Regions from separate parts of the Pan troglodytes genome. Here region 2 is linked to region 1. Evidence: chromatin contacts called from public Hi-C data. All regions are on one chromosome and are shown on one strand. Each heading gives the region's core, a stretch centred on a gene start, on an enhancer-like site or on the middle of the called end of the contact. The rest is flanking DNA. Distances are from core to core; before and after follow the strand shown.

What was found. Hi-C and Micro-C count contacts between places; a contact is called where the count stands out from the background.
Region 2: a Hi-C map of stem cell-derived neural progenitor cells shows a contact between it and region 1, with 3 times the contacts expected there. The contact joins the promoter of HNRNPU here to the promoter of EFCAB2 in region 1. A contact is called at or near these places in 4 of 7 Hi-C or Micro-C datasets (blood, induced pluripotent stem cells and stem cell-derived neural progenitor cells) and 1 of 1 datasets of contacts at active chromatin or transcription factors (stem cell-derived excitatory neurons).

Annotation. Positions count from the first base shown.
Region 1 is chr1:4,181,242-4,187,922 of NHGRI_mPanTro3-v2.0_pri, forward strand. EFCAB2 (EF-hand calcium binding domain 2) reads right to left here and starts at 3,238. Exons shown (of 8, transcript XM_063809405.1): 1 at 2,753-3,238. The coding sequence starts at 3,091.
Region 2 is chr1:4,288,552-4,295,232 of NHGRI_mPanTro3-v2.0_pri, forward strand. HNRNPU (heterogeneous nuclear ribonucleoprotein U) reads left to right here and starts at 3,805. Exons shown (of 14, transcript NM_001280278.1): 1 at 3,805-4,612; 2 at 5,544-5,655; 3 at 5,740-5,813. The coding sequence starts at 3,979.

The DNA of each region.
Region 1 (6,681 bases), core at 1,988-4,487:
AAGTCAATGTATATACCCCTATTTAAATTAATAAATCATTCAGGTTTGCACATCAGTCTTTTATGAGTTTAGTTGAGTGAATCCTCAAAACTTAATCAATTCTGATTAATTGGTTAGACGTAATTTCTGAAAATTCAAAATACAGTAGCTGACAATCAAATATAGTAATGGACTATTTCCATAAAAAGATCTTACCACCAAAATGAGTCTCTACTTATTTATCCTCTGACAAAATGCCTTTGTTTCATAATACCCTTCACAAACTGCAATTAGTTAATCCATAAAACTGTTAACAATAAATGAGATACAGCACATGAGTGCTTCTCGAACTTTATTTTGGTTTTTTTTGTTTTTTTTTTTTTTTTTTTTTTTTTTGAGACGGAGTCTTACTCTGTCGCCAGACTGGAGTGCAGTGGTGTGATCTTGGCTCACTGCAGCCTCCGCCTCCCTGGTTCAAGCGATTCTCCTGTCTCAGCCTCCTGAGTAGCTGGGACTACAAGGGCGTGCCACCACGCTCAGCTAATTTTTGTATTTTTAGTAGAAACGGGGTTCACCATGTTGGCCAGGATGGTCTCGATCTCTTGACCTCGTGATCCGCCCGCCTCGGCCTCCCAAAGTGCTGGGATTGCAGGCGTGAGCCACCGCGCCCGGCCTTCTCGAACGTTAATGTACATACAAATCACCTACAAACATGTTAAAATGAAGACTGATTCATTAGGTCGGTGGCAGCCAGTGATGTCCAGGCTGCTGTCCACGGACTACAAGGATACACACCTAGCACAGTGGTTGGCACCCAGACTACTCAGCCCAGTTAACTATTTCCTCCCATTTGCATATATCTCATCTCCCTTACTCATCTCACCTTCCTTGGAAGCAAAGACAATGTCTTTCATTTTCGTATCTTTCAAAGTTCTAAGTAGAATGCCTTATCTACATAATGGCATTGAATATATGTATTCTGAATGAATGGCATCCAGCTTTTAACAGTCATTACTTCTATGAGTTATCGACAAAATTGTTTCTCTGAATTTACTTTAAATGGAAAAATATTGTTCAAAAGCTGAAAAATCAGGAAAGCTCTCAATTTTTAAAAAACGAGAAATATTGTATTTGTACCATACTCCAGTGCGTTTTTTCTCATGCTGACCTAACCAAGTCTTTTTTAAGAAAATAAATATCCATAATTACCTTGCTAGTTTATCTCCTAATGGTTTTTTTTTTTTTTTTTTTTTTGGTAAATAAAGAACAAAAATAAGCCATCCATTTTTCTGGGAAAGTTTTAAAATTACCCTTTTCTTTATATGTAAGGGCATCTTCGTAAAGGTAATACCTACAAAATAATCCTGGCTTCTCAGATTAATATTATATAAAAATCACGGTATCCTTGTTATCAATAGGGAGATCGTTGGCAGTTTCATGTGTTTCTTCGCCGATTTTCTGTGATCACCGGAACAAGTGACTAAATATTTCAGGGTTCGTTTCTTCCCTTGTAAATATTAGCTGTTAACTTGACCACACTTGGTTCTATGCTGAGAAAAATGGTTTGAGAGGGTGTTTTGAGCACTCCAGAAAGAAAACAAAGGAGGAATATTATTTTCACTTCCTACTTGTTTACCTTTACTGTTTCATGGTTTTTGGATACTTGTGGGTGACTGCCAACTATCAAACACAATTATTTTTTAGTACCTAAGGGCATGGTAATAAAGGATCGGGTTTTCATCATACCATGAACTGAAAACAACATGAACAGTCTTGCAAACAAACGTAATCACTTTTTGGCTTCTCCGCACAGGCGGAGATCGATGCCTCGGATCTGGCGACCTTAAGCCTCGAAGCGCAGTCCCGCCGGCGGCCACCGCGCCGGGCTGGGTGGTCCCCTGGGAGAGGCCCGGCCGGCGCACAGCGGTTCCAAGATCTCCGCCAGGTTTTGGTTTTTCGTCGTTATTAAAATTGCTGTTTGGGTGTGTGTCTTTTTTTTTTTTTAAGACAAGACACTAGGCCAATTGCGCGGCGCTAGCCGGCGGCGGGGCAGGCATTTCGGAGGACCGGGAAGCTCGGAGGCAGCGGCCGTGACCTCCACACCGTCCTCCTGCGTCCTCATTAAGGAGGCAAAATGGTGGCCGCGAACGCCATCAGGCTGCGCCAGGGCGGGGTTTCGGCGCAAACAGAGGATCCCGTCAGATTCAGGCGGCCAGAACTCCTCCTCACCCAGGCCACCCCCCGGGGCCCACAGCCTGGACAGCTACCGGCGTGGCGCCTGCGGCACCGAGACCCCAGGCGAGGGTGTGGAGGCGGCGGCGGCTTCCCCGCGACCGTGAACAACGACGCCATTATCAGCACCCCCTGCCGGCCCCTCCGGCGCAGCCCGCGCAGGAGGCAAGGCCCGGCCTCCGAGGGAGGGGGAAGGAGGACGGGGCGGGAGGAGGGGAAGAGGGTGAAGAGGGCGGGAGGAGAAAGAAGACGGCGGGAGGAGGGCAGAGAGAAGAGGGAGGGAGGAGGGGAGAGAGGCGGGGCGGGGGAGAGAGGCGGGGCGGGGGAGAGAGGCGGGGCGGGGCGGAGCGGCGGGCCGGGCGGGCTACGGGGACGGGGGCAGGGCGACTGCTGCTGCCGGGTGGCCCTCTCCTCAGGCCGCCCTTTCCCTGCGGGTGGGAACTCCAGATGGACGAGGGCCCACCCCACCCGGCGCTTCCCCGTGCAGCCCGGGGTCGCGGCGGGCGGCGAGGGCAGCGGCTCCCCGGCTCCCCTACCTTACCTTCCCTGTCTTTCTCGTCCGCCATCTTGCTGCGGGGCCGGTCGCCTGGGAGATGCCTAACGATAACCTCGGCCGCGGTGTCCCGGCCTGCTCAGCGCCCCGCGGCGAGCCTGGCCTGGAGGAGGGGCCGCTCTGAATCCCGGGGGAGGAAGACCCTTGGGCGGGGCGGGGAGGAGGCTCTGAGCGCGCGCCCTGTCCCCGCTTCCCGCCACGACCCTCGCGCTGGGGGAAGACCAGAGGGCCCGTCTGCCAGCCGGGACCCGGGCGCCGCGCCACCCGGCCCCCAGCCTTGTCCCTCCAGACCCGAGGCCGGAGCCGGACTTGTCCCGGGCCTAGCATGTTGCTTCATCACACGGTCCCCAACCCCTCCTTTCCCTTATTTCTCATCCATTTGGGGACAGCACGCGCGCGCACACACCCCTCGCCCCCTCCTGTCCTGTTTGTGCGACGTGGCGTTGCTCGATCTTTGTTGTTAACTGCAGATCTTGAAAAGCGCCGGAGAGCCAGGTGAAGAGCTGGGCTCCCAAGGGGGTGATAGAACCAGCCCGCGGCCCAGCCTCCTCCTCCCGCTTCCCATTCACAGCCCGGCTGCTGCAGAACGGCCGCGCCTGCCCTCCCGGTTTCTCCCGTCCAGTCTTCACCGTCCTTTCCCAGAGAAAGCGACAGCACAGCCTATGACAACCGAAGCTAAAACGGAAAAACTGGGCCGGGCGCAAGAGGAAACCAGAGCCATTCGACTATTGCTAGAGGAGAGGAATAGCTGCAGAAAAACATGCGCAAAATAGGCACAAACATTGCGTCGTCAAGGCTGCAATGTCTAATACAAAATAGAAGGTTCTCATAGCAACAAAAACGTGCCCATGTTGTGCTCAGTATTACATGCGTTAAAATGTTCTTAGTTGTGAAATTTGACATGACCGCTGGTTAAAGTTACAATGGAAGTTTTAAATCCCGCTTTCCGGAAACTTTGCAGCTATAGCATGAAGTTAAATTTTTGTCTTATTTTCTGGATAAGTTTACTGTACTGGAACATAGTAAAGCTCTTTTTATAAAGAGCTTTGAATAAAATACGTAATGATGTGGTTGAAACGAACACCTATTTTCAAAACTAATCTTAAATGGTATTTCAGTGCATATGTTGTGTAAAAGCAATTTATAAACTAAATTTTAAGAGCCTTCAAAATACAAGGTACTCGTATTTAATGACTTAACAGTTTTAATGCTTTTATTGTTTCTATAATCTCAGGAAATCCTAAAACTGACTATATTTTTCTTTATTAAAATAACTTTTTCTGTAGAAGATACCCATTTGGCGCTGTGATCAGCATTCTACTTGAAATTGAATATAAACAACTGAATCATTACAAAATGGCTCATGTTAGAAGATACTTAAAACGAATACAATCTTGTACAGTAAATTTTTAACACCCCAAAAAACGAAAAGTAATTATTAGCATTCATTTATATCTAAATCTCAGTCAATATGATCTAAATATTTGTGTTTAAAGACTCCCCCTTTCCATATAGATAATGAAGGGCTTTGAAATAAGTGTAGGAAACCCTAAGTTTGGTCTCAGGCTTCCTATTCATTCACTATGCTTTTTCGTGTGCTGTTTACAGTTTCCTTTTTCTGGAATGCCTTTCCCTGCTTTTTTCCCCCGCCAACATTTCAGCTTCCCACAGACAAACATTTGTGCCCTCCTGGTTGTCCTGCAGGATGACCTTTGTTTTTGTTTTTGTCTTTTGTTTTTCGAGACAGGGTCTCGCTCTGTCGTCCAGGATGGAGTGCAGTGGTGCGATCTCTGCTCACTGCAACTTCCGCCTCCCGGTCTCAAGTGACCCTCCCACCGCAACCTCCCAAGTAGCTGGGAGGAGAGGCGCGCGCCACCATGTCTGGCTAGTTTTTGTATTTTTTGTAGAGACAGAGTTTCCCCATGTTGCCCAGGCTGCTCTCAAACTCCTGAGCTCAAGCGATCTGCCGCCTGCCTCGCCCTCCCAAAGTTCTGGGATTACAGGTGTGAGCCACTGTGCCTGGCCAGGATGACCTTCTTGAAGTCACCTACTCATTGAAGCTTTCCCTCTCAGCCTTTTCCTCTGTGGCCCCATGCTTATAGAGCCTCCCACATTGATTTGCAGTGCCTTCGTTCGTTCACTTTATTTCCACCTACCAAACAGTAAGATCTTGAAGACAGAAACGGCATTATTCGTTCATATATCCCCGGTATCTAGTACAATTTTTCTGTTTGCAATAATAAATGTCTTTAAAATTAAGAAAGGAGTAAGTCTTCTCAATGACTTTTTTTTAAAAAAGACCCAGATTCAGCACTTATTGTATGTAAGACAGACCTTCCTTTTACATTACATTTTTCATCAGTAAAAGTACTGGGCCAGGTGCGGTGGCTCACGCATAATCTCAGCACTTTGGGAGGCCGAAGCGGGTGGATCACTTCAGGTCATGAGTTAAAGACCCACCTGGCCAACATGGTAAAACCCCATCTCTACTAAAAATAGAAAAATTAGCCGGGTGTGGTGGCTCACGCCTGTAATCCCAGCTACTCGGGAGGCTGAGGCAGAAGAATCGCTTGAACCCGGGAGGCAGAGGTTGCAGTGAACGGAGATCCGCCACTGCACTCCAGCCCAGATGACAGAGCAAGACTCCATCCCCAAAAAAAGTACTAGTATTTCATGTTAATAAAATGGAATTCTTATATAAACATATATAAATTAAAAATTATTTTAAGAGTTGAACAGATTTCTCTGCAAATCCCCCTATATTTTTATATTTTTTAAACTAACTGTATTCAGCAAAGCTTTTTATTATTTAATTTATTCCAAACCACATTAATCAGTATTTCTCTGAACTCCTACAGCACATTTAAAACAGTACTGTTTCTCTAGGTGTGGGTGAGTAAAAAAATATTTAATATATGTTAATTAACTTCCCCATCTCCTGACCCCACTAAGGTTTGAATAGGAGCCTCCCCCTTTATAAACCCTTTTTATATACCCACACTACCTAGCCTAATTGGGGCACATATTAGCTGCTTCATACATACTTTTCAACTGCCTAATTTGCTGATTAGGCATAAAAGTATATAATTCTGGAAAAGTCTCCACAAGGTGAAAATGATTATCCAAATAATAAAGGCCCACAATGCCAGTGAGTACATTATCTGCATTATGCTGATATTTGACTCCTTTCAACTCTCTTTGGTTGTAGAAACATGACCGATGATTATATTACACTTTTAACTCTTTAAATATTATTAGCTTGCTTTGGACTGTGGAAAACTAACTACAATCATTTTTATTCCTCAGAATATATTTTGCGGCCGGGCACGGTGGCTCATGCCTGTATACCCAGCACTTTGGGAGGCCGAGGTGGGCAGATCACGAGGCCAGGAGTTTGAGACCAACCTGGCCAATATGGTGTAACCCCGTCTCTACTAAAAGTACAAACATTAGGTGGGCATAGTGCTGCAAGCCTGTAGTCCTAGCTACTCAGGAGGCTGAAGCAGAAGAATCACTTGAACCCAGGAGGCAGAGGTTGCAGTGAGCCAAGATCATGGCATTGCACTCCAGCCTGGGCGACAGAGCAAGACTCCATCTTAAAATAGATAGATAGATAGATAGATAGATAGATAGATGTATATATACATATACATGTATATGTATACATATATGTATACATATATGTAGAGTATATATACATATACATATATGTATATATACTCTACATATATGTGTATATATACATATATACATCTACATATGTATATATATACATATATACATCTACATATGTATATATACATATATACATCTACATATGTATATATATACATATATACATCTACATATATGTGTATATACATATATACATCTACATATATGTGTATATACATATATACATCTACATATATGTGTAT
Region 2 (6,681 bases), core at 2,555-5,054, 110 kb after region 1:
TGCCACCGAACCCGGCTAATCTTGTATTTTCAGTAGAGACCATGTTGGTCAGGCTGGTCTCAAACTCCCGACCTCAGGTGATCCGCCCGCCTTGGCCTCCCAAGGTGCTGGGATTACAGGCTTGAGCCACACTGCGCCCGGCTCTTTTTCTTTTCTTTTTTTTTTTTTTTGTTAGATGGAGTCTCGCTCTGTCGCCCGGGCTGGAGTGTAGTGGCGCGATCTCAGCTCACTGCAAGCTCCGCCTCCAGGGTTCACGCCATTCTCCTGCCTCAGCCTCCCGAGTAGCTGGTATTACAGGCGCACGCTGCCACGCCCAGCTAATTTTTTGTATTTTTAGTAGAGACGGGGTTTCACCGTGTTAACCAAGATGGTCTTGATCTCCTGACCTCATGATCCGCCCGCCTCGGCCTCCCAAAGTGCTGGGATTACAGGCGTGAGCCACCGCGCCCGGCCTTTTTTTTTTTTTTTTTTTTTTTTTTTTGAGACGAAGTTTTGCTTTGTCCCCCAGGCTGGAGTTCAGTGGCTCAGTCTCAGCTCACTGCAACCTCCGCCTCCCAGGTTCAAGTGATTCTCCTGCCTCAGGCTCCTGAGTAGCTGGGATTACAGGCGGCCACCACCACGCCTGGCTATTTTTTGTGTTTTTAGTAGAGATGGGGTTTCAACATGTTGGCCAGGCTGGTCTCGAACTCCTGACCTCAGGTGATCTGCCCACCTCAGCCTCCCAAAGTGCTGGGATTACAGGTGTGAGCCACCACTCCCGATCTTGTTTTTTTTTGTTTGTTTTTTTGGGGGCGGGCGGGGGGGGAATAAGAATATTTAACATAAGATCTTAACAGGTTCTTTCTTTCTTTCTTTCTTTCTTTCTTTCTTTCTTTCTTTCTTTTTTTTTTTTTGAGACAGGGTCTCCCTCTGTTGTCCAGGTTAGAGTGCAGTGGTACAATCACGGCTCACTGCAGCCTTGACTGCCGGGGGTCAAGTGATCCTGCTACCTCAGCCCCTTGAGTAGCTCGGACTACAGGCGTACCACCACAGCCACCTGATTTTAATTTTTTATGGAGATGGAGTCTCACTGTGTTGCTCAGGCTGGTTTCGAACTCCTGGCCTCAAGCCATCTTCCCATCTCAGCCTCTCGAAGTGCTGGGATTACAGACATGAGCCGCTGGGCCTGGCCAGCAAATTTTTAAGTGCAGGATGCTTTGTTAACTGTAGATCTCTGGAACTGCCTCATCTTTATGACTATAAAATGTTTTTGAGAAGGTATTGAAAAAATATTTGCTGAATAAATTGTGTGACAAAGTATAGCATTTCCTTTGCTTAAACCTCAAAAATGTAAGCTAGATATGCAGAGCACCAAAACTTTGTAGTTACCTCTCACAGATCAATTATTCATAGGTCATTCTTGAATCATTTTTTGTTATTGAGAATTAACTTGTCTCCTCCGGCACGCGGTATTCTTGGTAGCCTCTAGGATTTCACACAGGGGGAATTTAAATAGTCTTAGAGGTCCTTCAGAGATTTACAGGAAGTGACCTGCACTTTAACAGGTCTCTGTAGAGCAGGACTATCATGATAGCATTAAAAATATAAGAAGCAAAAATGATCAATAAGATGTCACCATTTGTACTTTGAAGTGGTAGCATAAGACTATGGAATGGCATATTTCCTCTGTTTGTGAAAAGGATAGTATGATGATGGTTCTTTGAGCAGAAATTGTTTTTCTTTCAAATGCTGTCTAAGGCAGCACAATGTAATAGAAAGCCCATTGGTGTGGGGGGTGAGGGTCCCAGCTTCCTGGGCAGTAAAATGAACAGGACTGCAGATCGATCTCCAGGCCCCATCCAGCTCTCAAGTTCTCCAAAACTTTTGGAGATAAAGCCATAGAACTTTCTTGTGAGCATCAAAAGTTGTATTTCATGTTTATTATTGCAACTGACTTAATGTTCCAAGAGTGACTGTTACAGATCTACTATATGTAGATATACAAACTTTGTTTTCATAGTTTAGTGTTTTCCAGTAAATGAAATTTGTTTTCATATAACTAATATTTAAAGGTGTAAATAATATCTAGGACACATAAATTTAAGGAACCATCATAATTGTATTTAACTCTGATTCATTAAGGGATTATCTAGTTTGTGAACATGTAAACCCCCTGTAGCTCTCTTCCCATTTCTGAACGAAGACAAAATTTCAAATTCCAGTTTGTGGCTTATTCATACCTTCAAAATTATAACCAAAGGCTAAAATGAGTTTCTGGTACTGTTTGGAAGTTTCTATTTTGGGGGCTATCCTCACCACTGAACTTGAACTGGGGATTATCAGTAGTACTGTACATAGTCCATTAATTTCAAGTCAAATCATTTCACAAGTGTTAATATTTCACGTATACATGACTGCAAGGTATGGTAGAATGCTTCATAAAAGCTACTGAAAATAAACTTCAAAAATAAAATGTATCAATTAGTTAAATCATATTAGCCTATGGGAGAAATTTCAATGTGTTTACTTCCAAATTTCAAATTAATAATGGGGCAATATTATTGTGCCACCTAGAGCACCAAACAGTGGGTATAAACCATCTCCTTAGTCAGATGGAACACTGGCTGGACACTGCAGATTATCTAGGGCTTAAGATGTTAACCTCTATCACGAATCTAAATTCTGACTTCCCTATCTAAAACTTCGAGAACATCACATCTTTTATTTAAAGAGAAAAAGTAAACTTCTAACATATAAAATAACGGATTTCTTTTCAAGAGCGATAGTCCATTTTTCTTTTTACAAAATCACAGCCCTTGATTTTTCATAAACTTTAAGTTTCAGAATAATTTGGTCAAGAGTATTTCTACAGGAATAGGAAGAGAATCAAGTGGGCCTATAATCAAAGACTTAGCTGGGTCTCACCCTCACGGTTAGCTACTGGGACTTCGTAGCTGATGACCAGGTCCTAAAGTGGACAGAACAAGTGTTACTGGAGGTCCGTCTTCGTGGTAGGTACAGAAAACTTGGAAATGCAATTCTGAGGTTTATTCAGGGCTACTAAGAGCATGAGAACAGCTGCCCTGCAAAGGCAGGTAAACTAAGGTTTGCAGTACGGAGTAGTAAGCAAAGCCTCTACTTCCCAGGCCCCGCACCCGGGGTGTGGAACAGACAAAAGAACGGTTCTGCCCTTGCCCTTCTCGAACTTAAAATCCAATTCGCAAGGCAGGACTCACACAAATTAAACCAAATACAGTATTATGAGGAAAAGAGCCGCTGCGTGTTAACAGTTGCCAATGTATGCTATACCAGTCAAAACTGAGATACGATTTGAAGGAGTTTTAAACGAAGAGCTGGAGAAACACATAAGAAGGCAGATCTAAGATGGAAGAAAAGGCGGATTCGGGTTGAAACGCCAAGTTGAGGACTGAAGAAAGCATTTGGATAAAGCAGCCTCCAAGCTGGGAAGGAGAAAAGCCAAACGAGTATAGCCACCAAAGACCCAGAAAGGCCAATATATCATGCAGTGAGTCGGTTGAACTGAAAGGCGGTTTCCTTTTCCTCCATTTGCTCAGTCCCAATTGGAAGCGCACTGCGCGGCCTCTACAGCGCTCTCCGCCCGGGTTCGGCGTGGGGGCGGGGAGGTAAGTACGGTAATGGGCGGGGCCGAGCGCGGGCGCGCTCCGGCTTTCCTCCTGCGCAGCGCTCCCGTCAGCGCAGGGGGCGGGGCGCCTATATTACGTGAGCGGCGCCGCTCCTGCGAGAGGACGTTGCGTGCTCGCTCGCGCCAGGCGAGTCTCCGCGTCTCCCTCGCGAACTCGGTGAAAGGAATTGGCGCCGTTCGACAGCAGGCGGATCCGCTCTGCAGCACGAACCCATCTCCAGCCGCAGCCGCAGCCGCCGCCCCGGCCGAGGAGCAGCCGCAGCAGCCGCCACCAGTGGCCGAGTGAGCGGAGCCGAGTTTGAGGCAGCGCCTAGCGGTGAATCGGGGCCCTCACCATGAGTTCCTCGCCTGTTAATGTAAAAAAGCTGAAGGTGTCGGAGCTGAAAGAGGAGCTCAAGAAGCGACGCCTTTCTGACAAGGGTCTCAAGGCCGAGCTCATGGAGCGACTCCAGGCTGCGCTGGACGACGAGGAGGCCGGGGGCCGCCCCGCCATGGAGCCCGGGAACGGCAGCCTAGACCTGGGCGGGGATTCCGCTGGGCGCTCGGGAGCAGGCCTCGAGCAGGAGGCCGCGGCCGGCGGCGATGAAGAGGAGGAGGAAGAGGAAGAGGAGGAGGAAGGAATCTCCGCTCTGGACGGCGACCAGATGGAGCTAGGAGAGGAGAACGGGGCCGCGGGGGCGGCCGACTCGGGCCCGATGGAGGAGGAGGAGGCCGCCTCGGAAGACGAGAACGGCGACGATCAGGGTTTCCAGGAAGGGGAAGATGAGCTCGGGGACGAAGAGGAAGGCGCGGGCGACGAGAACGGGCACGGGGAGCAGCAGCCTCAACCGCCGGCGACGCAGCAGCAACAGCCCCAACAGCAGCGCGGGGCCGCCAAGGAGGCCGCGGGGAAGAGCAGCGGCCCCACCTCGCTGTTCGCGGTGACGGTGGCGCCGCCCGGGGCGAGGCAGGGCCAGCAGCAGGCGGGAGGTAAGAAGAAGGCGGAAGGCGGCGGAGGCGGCGGTCGCCCCGGGGCTCCGGCGGCGGGTGAGTGCTGCGTTGTACGTTGCGCGCGGCGGGAGGCCCGCGCGGGGTGGGGACCGTGCCCCAGGCCTGCCGGAGCCCCGCAGGGGGAGGGAGCCCCGGGCGGGAGGGCGCCGCGGTGAGGGTGGGGGAGGGGGCGCGGGGAATCCCAGATGAGCCGAGAGGCCTCGGGCTCGGGGCGTGTGTGCGCGCGCGCGCGCGTGTGTGTGTGTGTGTCGGCGGTGGCAGCGCCTCCATTATGTGGCTCGAGAGCCGGGGGGAGCTGCAGCTGCCGCTGTAGGGGGAGGAGCCGCGGGCGGGCGGCGGGAGGGAGCCCGGTCGGCCCGCGGTGGCGCCGTCGCGCTGCGTGCGCGCGGTGCGGGCACATGTCTCGGGGGGAGGGGAGAGGCCCCAGGTCCCGGGGCGGGCGCGCTTTGGCGGCTCCTCGCCGCTGTATTGTGCAAGGAGCGCAGGGGCTCGGCGTGACGTCACTTCCGGCGGGAGGAGCCGGGCGGGGCGGGGGGCGGAAGATCAGTACAATGCGGCCGCGGGGAGCGCGGGCCCGCGGGGGAGGGGAGCGCCGCCGCGCCGGGCTCGGCCCCTCCCCCTCCCCGCGCCCTCTTCGGGATACACGTGGGCTTCGGGCCTGGGCCGCGCAGTTTTTCTTTGGCTTTCTCGAATCATCGAGGAGACTGGCAAAATTAGTAACGTCTTTAGACTGCGTCACTAGCGCCAATCGAATTCGTAGTTGATTGTTCTTTGAATTCACATTTGAGTCCTCGGTTAAAACCTCAGTTAAAAAGCAGGATAAAGTCGAGCTGCTTTGGTTCTCGGAACGGAAAAGCGTTTTTTTGTTGTTTAGAGGCTTGGCCTTTTATGGGGCTCGTGTGTGTTTCAGGGGACGGCAAAACAGAACAGAAAGGCGGAGATAAAAAGAGGGGTGTTAAAAGACCACGAGAAGATCATGGCCGTGGATATTTTGAGTACATTGAAGAGAACAAGTATAGCAGGTATAGGATGCTCACCTAGTTTTACTCATCCCTTACTCGTTCGTTGATCGGAAAGCTGTATCAGGAGACAATTCTGTCTTTCAGAGCCAAATCTCCTCAGCCACCTGTTGAAGAAGAAGATGAACACTTCGATGACACAGTGGTTTGTCTTGATACTTGTAAGTGAAGCTGTTTCTCCCCAATTATGAAATGCGGTGATGGTGGTTTTTTTTTTTTTTTTTTTTTGGTTCCAGAATGTTAGAAAACTTAATGCTTAAGTGCAGCAAAACTTGGGTTAGTTTTTTTAAAAGCAGGAAGATAATGGTTTACATTCAGAACCTAGTAGTTTAATATTTAGCACGTCATCAGTTGTATTAAGTGGATTATTTTACAGGCTCTAGGAGTTTCGTATTTTTATGAATTGAAAGTTCTCATTCTTAGGAAATGTAAAATTAATGCCAGTTTTTGATTAGCTAACGGAAACTTGTAACACTACCTATGATTTAGCCTTACAGGCTTCTACAATAAAGTAATTCATTTTTTTGTGGAATTATATTAAGTGAGCTATTTGGGCTAGTTAAATATTTACTAATGACTTCTCCCATTAGCACACAAGTATATTCCCTATTTTAAAAGATTGTAATACTACTTTTTCAATAACTGCTCTTTTGTTCTCAATTCCAGTTCAGTAGCTGCTGCTTTAAACATAAGTTGATTTCTTCCAAAGACCTGAGGCAGCAGCAGTGGGCTATCACTGGGCCACTAGCTTTCTTCAGCAGCGAATGGTATCAATGGCAGTGCAGCACTGTAAATAAATACTGCTACTTTACCCAGTTGGGTTGCAATTGAGTGAGAAAGTATCGCAAACCTCTAAGTGGGCTTTGACTGTCAGACTTGTTTTTTTTTTGTTGTTGTTACAAAAAAACGTAGTTGGTTTAGTGATGAGAATGTACAACTCTGGGTGTGATAAATAGACCAAAGGATAAAAATAACTGTTTCAAAAGTATCAGCTATGGTGTCAGCCTGCTGTGTTAGATGGAAGGCATT